Linked DNA regions of Rattus norvegicus: region 2 is linked to region 1. Evidence: chromatin contacts called from public HiChIP or PLAC-seq data. All regions are on one chromosome and are shown on one strand. The core of a region is the stretch at or near the end of the contact, and the rest is flanking DNA. Distances in the headings are between cores, read along the strand shown. Region 1 holds the start of Cct4 (chaperonin containing TCP1 subunit 4). Region 2 holds the start of Usp34 (ubiquitin specific peptidase 34).

Region 1 (2,700 bases), core at 4-2,503:
GCAGGGGCAGCTCACATCTCAAATTGTGAACAGGAAGCAGCTGGGAATGCCTGGCAACTTTTGAAACAAATTCTGTCCCCAGTGATACACTTACTCCAGCAAGACTACACCTTCTAAGCTTCTCTGATCAGAGCTACCCACTGGGAACCAAGTATTTGTCTGAAACTGGGGGTGGGGGGGGGTCATCTCAAACCACCACAGTACCAGCACCTGTTCTTTTCATATAAACCAGTTGTCTCAACTGCCATAGAATGTTTATGTACTGTGAGGGAGGGGTAAACTAGTCTTTGAAAAAGATGTATCCCCCGGATGGAGGGGGTGGTGCAGTGGGGGAGGACTTGAAAACTTCATCTTAGTCTTAATAGCCTGAGTTCGTGTCAAAGCTCCTCGTGATCACAGGACTAAGTCCATAAAACAATTTTTCCTTAACCTACTGCAGGCATGTGGCACCTTATGGGTTCTCAATGATTAACTGTGAACTACTAGTGAACAGGTATTACCTATATAAACTTCCCTAGTCAATGATAGTGCTTATAGAAACCTTGGAAGTTTACCTAGAGACAGATTCCATCGCCTTACTGTGGTTGACCCTGGGCTTTAGTGCCATCATCCATAAAGCAAAGACGATGGCACCTATTTCACGGGATTATGAGGAGGAATAGGTAAGGTAAAGGGTGTAAAGGCTTCACACTTTGTTCAGCAGATAACTACTAATCAGTTATTACTATGTTTATGTTCCCTAAGAGTCAGTGGCTACGTTTATGGAAGAGGTCGTAACTAGAAGGCAGACTGGATTTGGCAGGCAGTCACAGCTCCACAACTATTAAGATTCTGTGCCATTTGACCAGTGTATTTAAACCCCTAGGCAGGCAAAAAATATATACACAAGGGAAGAAACTTATTCATGGCAAATTTTTCCTCCAACACCTTTGCAAAGTGAATAAACTAGGAATAAAATTTAGAATTTTGATATAGATGTCTGGAAAATGCCGGCTGCGCCACACCCACTCCGGAACAAAGCCAGGGCTGTCACGGCTTCGTCAACATGACTAGCAGGAGCGAGTGGCTCCGGTCTACATAGAATGGCACCTGTCACGCCTTTAAAACCTCCCGCTCCATCTCAGCGCCCAGGCACAGGGACCGGTTGACTGTCCGCTCCCGGGATCTCCGCGCGCGAGCTCCGCGGCCGGCGTGCGGCGGACAGCCCCTGACGTCATATCTGCGCCGGCACCACCGCAGGCCCCTTCTTCGGCTTCCGCCTTCTCTCCCGGCGTCGCTTTCTGGAAGGTTCGTGGAGGCGGCGGCCAGGGAGACCGTTACTCCACAGCAGGCCGGAATCCGTGTCCATCGGTCCTCCTGAACCCGCGCAGACGCCATCAAAGTCGCCATGCCGGAGAACGTAGCTTCCCGAAGCGGGCCGCCCGCAGCGGGGCCGGGCAACCGCGGGAAAGGCGCCTACCAGGACCGCGACAAACCGGCCCAGATCCGCTTCAGCAACATTTCCGCGGCCAAAGGTATCACCCCTCGCCGGCCCGCCTAGCGGCAATACGGCCCAGCCTCTCACTGTGACCTTAGCCTTGGGTGGGTTGTGTTCCTTCAGAGGTGGTCTCGTCCGGTGGGCGCAGCTTTCTACTGAGTACTCCGGCGTGGAGGCCTCGGACACGCCCCATTGTGGGTCGCGGTGCTCCCTAGTTCATCCCCTGCGGGCTTGGGCGGTGTTCGTCACGTTGGTGCGGACAACGGATGGTATAAGATGCTGAAATGCAATGATCCTTGAGATCTGACGCTTCAGAACTAAAGCTTGGCTGTTCGTTAAACCTAGTGGTAGACGGCATAGTTAAATGAACTTTCTTTTTTGGTTCCGTGGATAGACAGCATAAATTCCACTTAACCTGCACGTGGGGAACATGATGAAAAACAGACAGGCCTGAGTTTTATTCTCTGCATGTGTTATTTCATGTTTTTGACCTCTGAACCAAAGTTCCCTTACTATCAGTCCGGGGAAGATAAATCTTTGCTTTCTGTAATTGTGAACATTTAGAGAAACCGAACTGGAGAAGAAAAAAAAATATGGAAGGAAAATTAAGAACAAAGCTTTTAGAGATATTGCCAGGGTTTATTTGGGTTGGAGAAAAAGATGCATGATTCGAGAAGTGAAATTGCTGTCCTGTCTTTGGAAAGTCCTGGAACCCAGGGAATCATTGGCTTTATTTTCAATAAAGCTGTAAGTTGGGTGAGGGAACAGTTTATTTGCAGGGTTGCTGGGAGAATTAAATGTGAACCTGTACGAAGTAAACCTTGGGAGTATTGCAGTCAACCAGCCCAGGTGACCGCAGTGTGTTGGTGCTGTGAGGGTGCAGGGTGGACCTTAAGGAGTTGGAGAAGTTGGCAAGGTGGTCGGTCGAAGAGTCTTTTGGAAGTTTGGAGTGAATACCTGACACCTAGAAATTTATTGGGTTCATTAATTATGTATGTGGTGGTGGAGTTATTGGGATGTTGAAAAATCGAGCCGATTGAGTGACCAAAGAGTGTATGCTATATACAAAATGGGATGTTTTTACTTCAGGCAGCCATCTTTGCTAGGGTTTCTATTACTGTGAAAAAACAGATTACAGAGTAACCTTTTTTAAAGATGGATTTATTTATGTAATTTATGTATATGGGTGTTTCGTCTGTATATTTGCACACCAGAAGGATTGG
Region 2 (2,700 bases), core at 180-2,679, 290 kb after region 1:
TGTGCGTGGTGACTGTGATGACCACAGAAGTCTGAAGAGGGTCTCGAATGCCCTGGAACAGGATATAGATGGTCGTGAGCCATCATGTGGGTGTTGGGAATTGAATCCGGGTCCTCTGCTGCTCTTAACTGCTGAGCCATCTCTCTGAGCTTCTAGTTCTTAATGCAATACCAAACTTAATCTGAGTGTCCCTTTCTCTTGTTCCCTTTTGGCTCCCATTTCTTTTGACACTGGCGAAGGGGTTTGGGGGGTTTCTTAAAGTCGCTCAGGCTGCCCTCGAACTCAGAGCAACCCTCCTGCCTGCGTTTAGGAAGTACTGCCGTAAACCATCATGCCGGGCTTCGTTCCTCACGGGTAGTGGCTCTCGCTGTCTTTCTCCGATGAAAATGTTTAATAGACAATTTCCGATGAGGAATGAATGGGTAGACGCACGTTATGAGACCTCATGCGTAAAAACGAGATGTCATGGTTTCTCAATCGCGCCATTTCTAGTCCTGTCAAGGTGTCTCTCAGAACCGCACGACAGCGATAAACAGGGATTCAGGTTAAGACGCGCCCTGGGCTGTTCCATTCTCACGAAGCCAGGTGGGGAGCGAGCCGCGTGCCGGGATCCGCTGACCCGCGGCTGTCTCCACCTTCAAAGTACCCGAATGACGGCAAAGTCCACCGCTTCCCCTCGGGGCAGCGGGAGACAAGGGGGGCGACGCGCTGCGGCAGGGGACTGGGCGGGCCACCCACCTCAGCGCTGGCCGAGCCTCCTCGGAGCTCGAAGCCCAACAGGGCGGGAGAGGCCGCGTAACCGCGACCCGCCCGCAGCCTCCGCCATCTTCCACTCACCCGACTCCCCCCGCGGCAGCGGGCGGCGCGCTTCCCTTCCGGCCGCTGACAGAGATCCGGGCTGGGCGGGGTGGGCGAGCGCGCACAGGGGGTGGACCGAGGGCGGGGAGGCTGGACGGAAGAGGAAAGGGAGGGCGGCCAGAGGCTCCGGCAGGGTGTGCGGCGTGTGTGCGGAGAGAGGCGGAGGGCGGGGAGAGCAAGGGAGGGCGGAGGAATGAGAGCGCGAGGCGCCTCTCTTCGGCTCCTTCGCCTGGGCGGAAAGAGCCGAGCGCAGCCCGAGCGCTCCATTAAAATGGCGGCGGCGGCGGCGGCGGTGGCCGCGGCGTCTGGTCGGTGGTGAAGTGACTCTGCTGCTTCTCTCTCCACCCACCCCTCCCTCTTCCCTCCCCCGTCCTTCCCCCTTCCCCCGCCGCCTGGGCCTCGGCGCCCCTGAGGCCTGCACCTCCCTCACCCTCCTCCTCGCCCCCGCCCGCTCCCGCTCCCGGGCCCGCCGGCCCCCTCCCCCACCCGCGGCTCCCCGCCCCGTCCTCGCCGCCGCCCGCCCTCGCCGCTTCCCCGCCCCGCCGGCAGGCCGGCCCCCTCCCCTGCCTCTGTCCCCTCCCCCCCGCCGGTCGGGATCAGTCAGTGCGATCCTAAGCGGGGGAGGGGGGGGCGGCGGCCGAACGATGTGCGAGAACTGCGCAGACCTGGTGGAGGTGTTAAATGAAAGTAAGTAGCCGGGTAGGGGACCTGTCTGGGTGCACGGCTTGGGGTCCCCGGGCTGCTCTCCTGCCCGGCCTGCCCTCCGCGGCCTGCGGGCTGCGGCGACCGGGCCGGCCCGGCGTCCGGGCCTGTGTGCCTGGGAAGGTGCGTGGTGTCGGGGCCGTCGCGGCGCCTCGGGCCCAGGCCTCCGGGTTACCTGGGCGCCCGAGAGGCCGCGGCGCAGCCCGGGCCCGGTCAGGCCTGGGCGGTCTCGGAAAGTTTCCTCATTACAGGTGTCAATTAATGAAGGCACTAATGAGCCCTTCCGCCCCTTTCCCCCTGCGAGAAGGTGTAGGGAGGTGGGGTCGCAGGGCTAGGCTTTGCTCCGCAGTCCGAGCCTCAGGGCCGCCCTCTTTGATTTCCAGCGTGCCGGGGAGGCCTGGCTTACCTGCTAATTTTCATTAAAGTCCCTGGGAGAAGGGTGGTGATTTTTTCCTTCCCTTGAGGGTGTGTGGGTGTATTCAATCCATCTGCCAGCCCTTAAATAGCAGAAAATGAACTGCAATAGTGATGATTGGAGCTGTCTTACCTTAATTAAAAATAAAGGCGATAGTATTTCTTTAGTACCATTCGTCGCTTAAGTAGTAAAATCTATTGTAAGGAGATCTCTGTACCAACGACAACCACCCCGAGTAGTCATGGCCTGTCTCCGAAAATGAAAGGCCTTACTCTTTATTCTTTATTATTATATTACATATTTTATTTTTGGCCTTGCAAGGTTGCATTTCTGCTTAAAGAACAAGGGATATATTGCACGTCGGCTACTTATGGGCCCAGAGGCCCAGGCTGGAAGAGATGGTTTAGATGAAAAGATAATTTACACATACTTGATTTGTGAGAAATGTTCATTTGAGGTATTGGAATTCATAGTCAGTGTGATATTTTGACAGATTTCAGAACTAGCTAAACCTTTTAATTCATTCCTTTAAACAGTCGGTTTTTACTGGAATTCCCTTTTGGTTTTTTAATTTTTACTCTGTTATGGTCTTGAATTTCACTTTAATGGCTAAAATGTTTGTAATTTATTTTCAGGTATGTATTTACTTCCTGACAGATTAAAGTAGGTGTTTGTATATATTCAAACTACATTTTCCTATATTTGTGTCATCCTAAATTTTGCTA

Evidence for each region. HiChIP or PLAC-seq counts read pairs in DNA pulled down with a chosen protein or histone mark.
Region 2: an H3K27ac HiChIP or PLAC-seq map of oligodendrocytes shows a contact between it and region 1, with 4 times the contacts expected there. The contact joins the promoter of Usp34 here to the promoter of Cct4 in region 1. A contact is called at or near these places in 3 of 12 Hi-C or Micro-C datasets (frontal cortex, hepatocytes and kidney) and 1 of 1 datasets of contacts at active chromatin or transcription factors (oligodendrocytes).

The regions. Positions count from the first base shown.
Region 1 is chr14:101,191,804-101,194,503 of GRCr8, forward strand. It overlaps Cct4 (chaperonin containing TCP1 subunit 4), which reads left to right and starts at 1,254. Exons shown (of 14, transcript NM_182814.2): 1 at 1,254-1,514. The coding sequence starts at 1,388. LOC134481877 (a long non-coding RNA gene) reads right to left here. Exons shown (of 2, transcript XR_010057758.1): 2 at 1-2,700.
Region 2 is chr14:101,485,724-101,488,423 of GRCr8, forward strand. Usp34 (ubiquitin specific peptidase 34) reads left to right here and starts at 1,430. Exons shown (of 80, transcript NM_001271196.2): 1 at 1,430-1,545. The coding sequence starts at 1,503.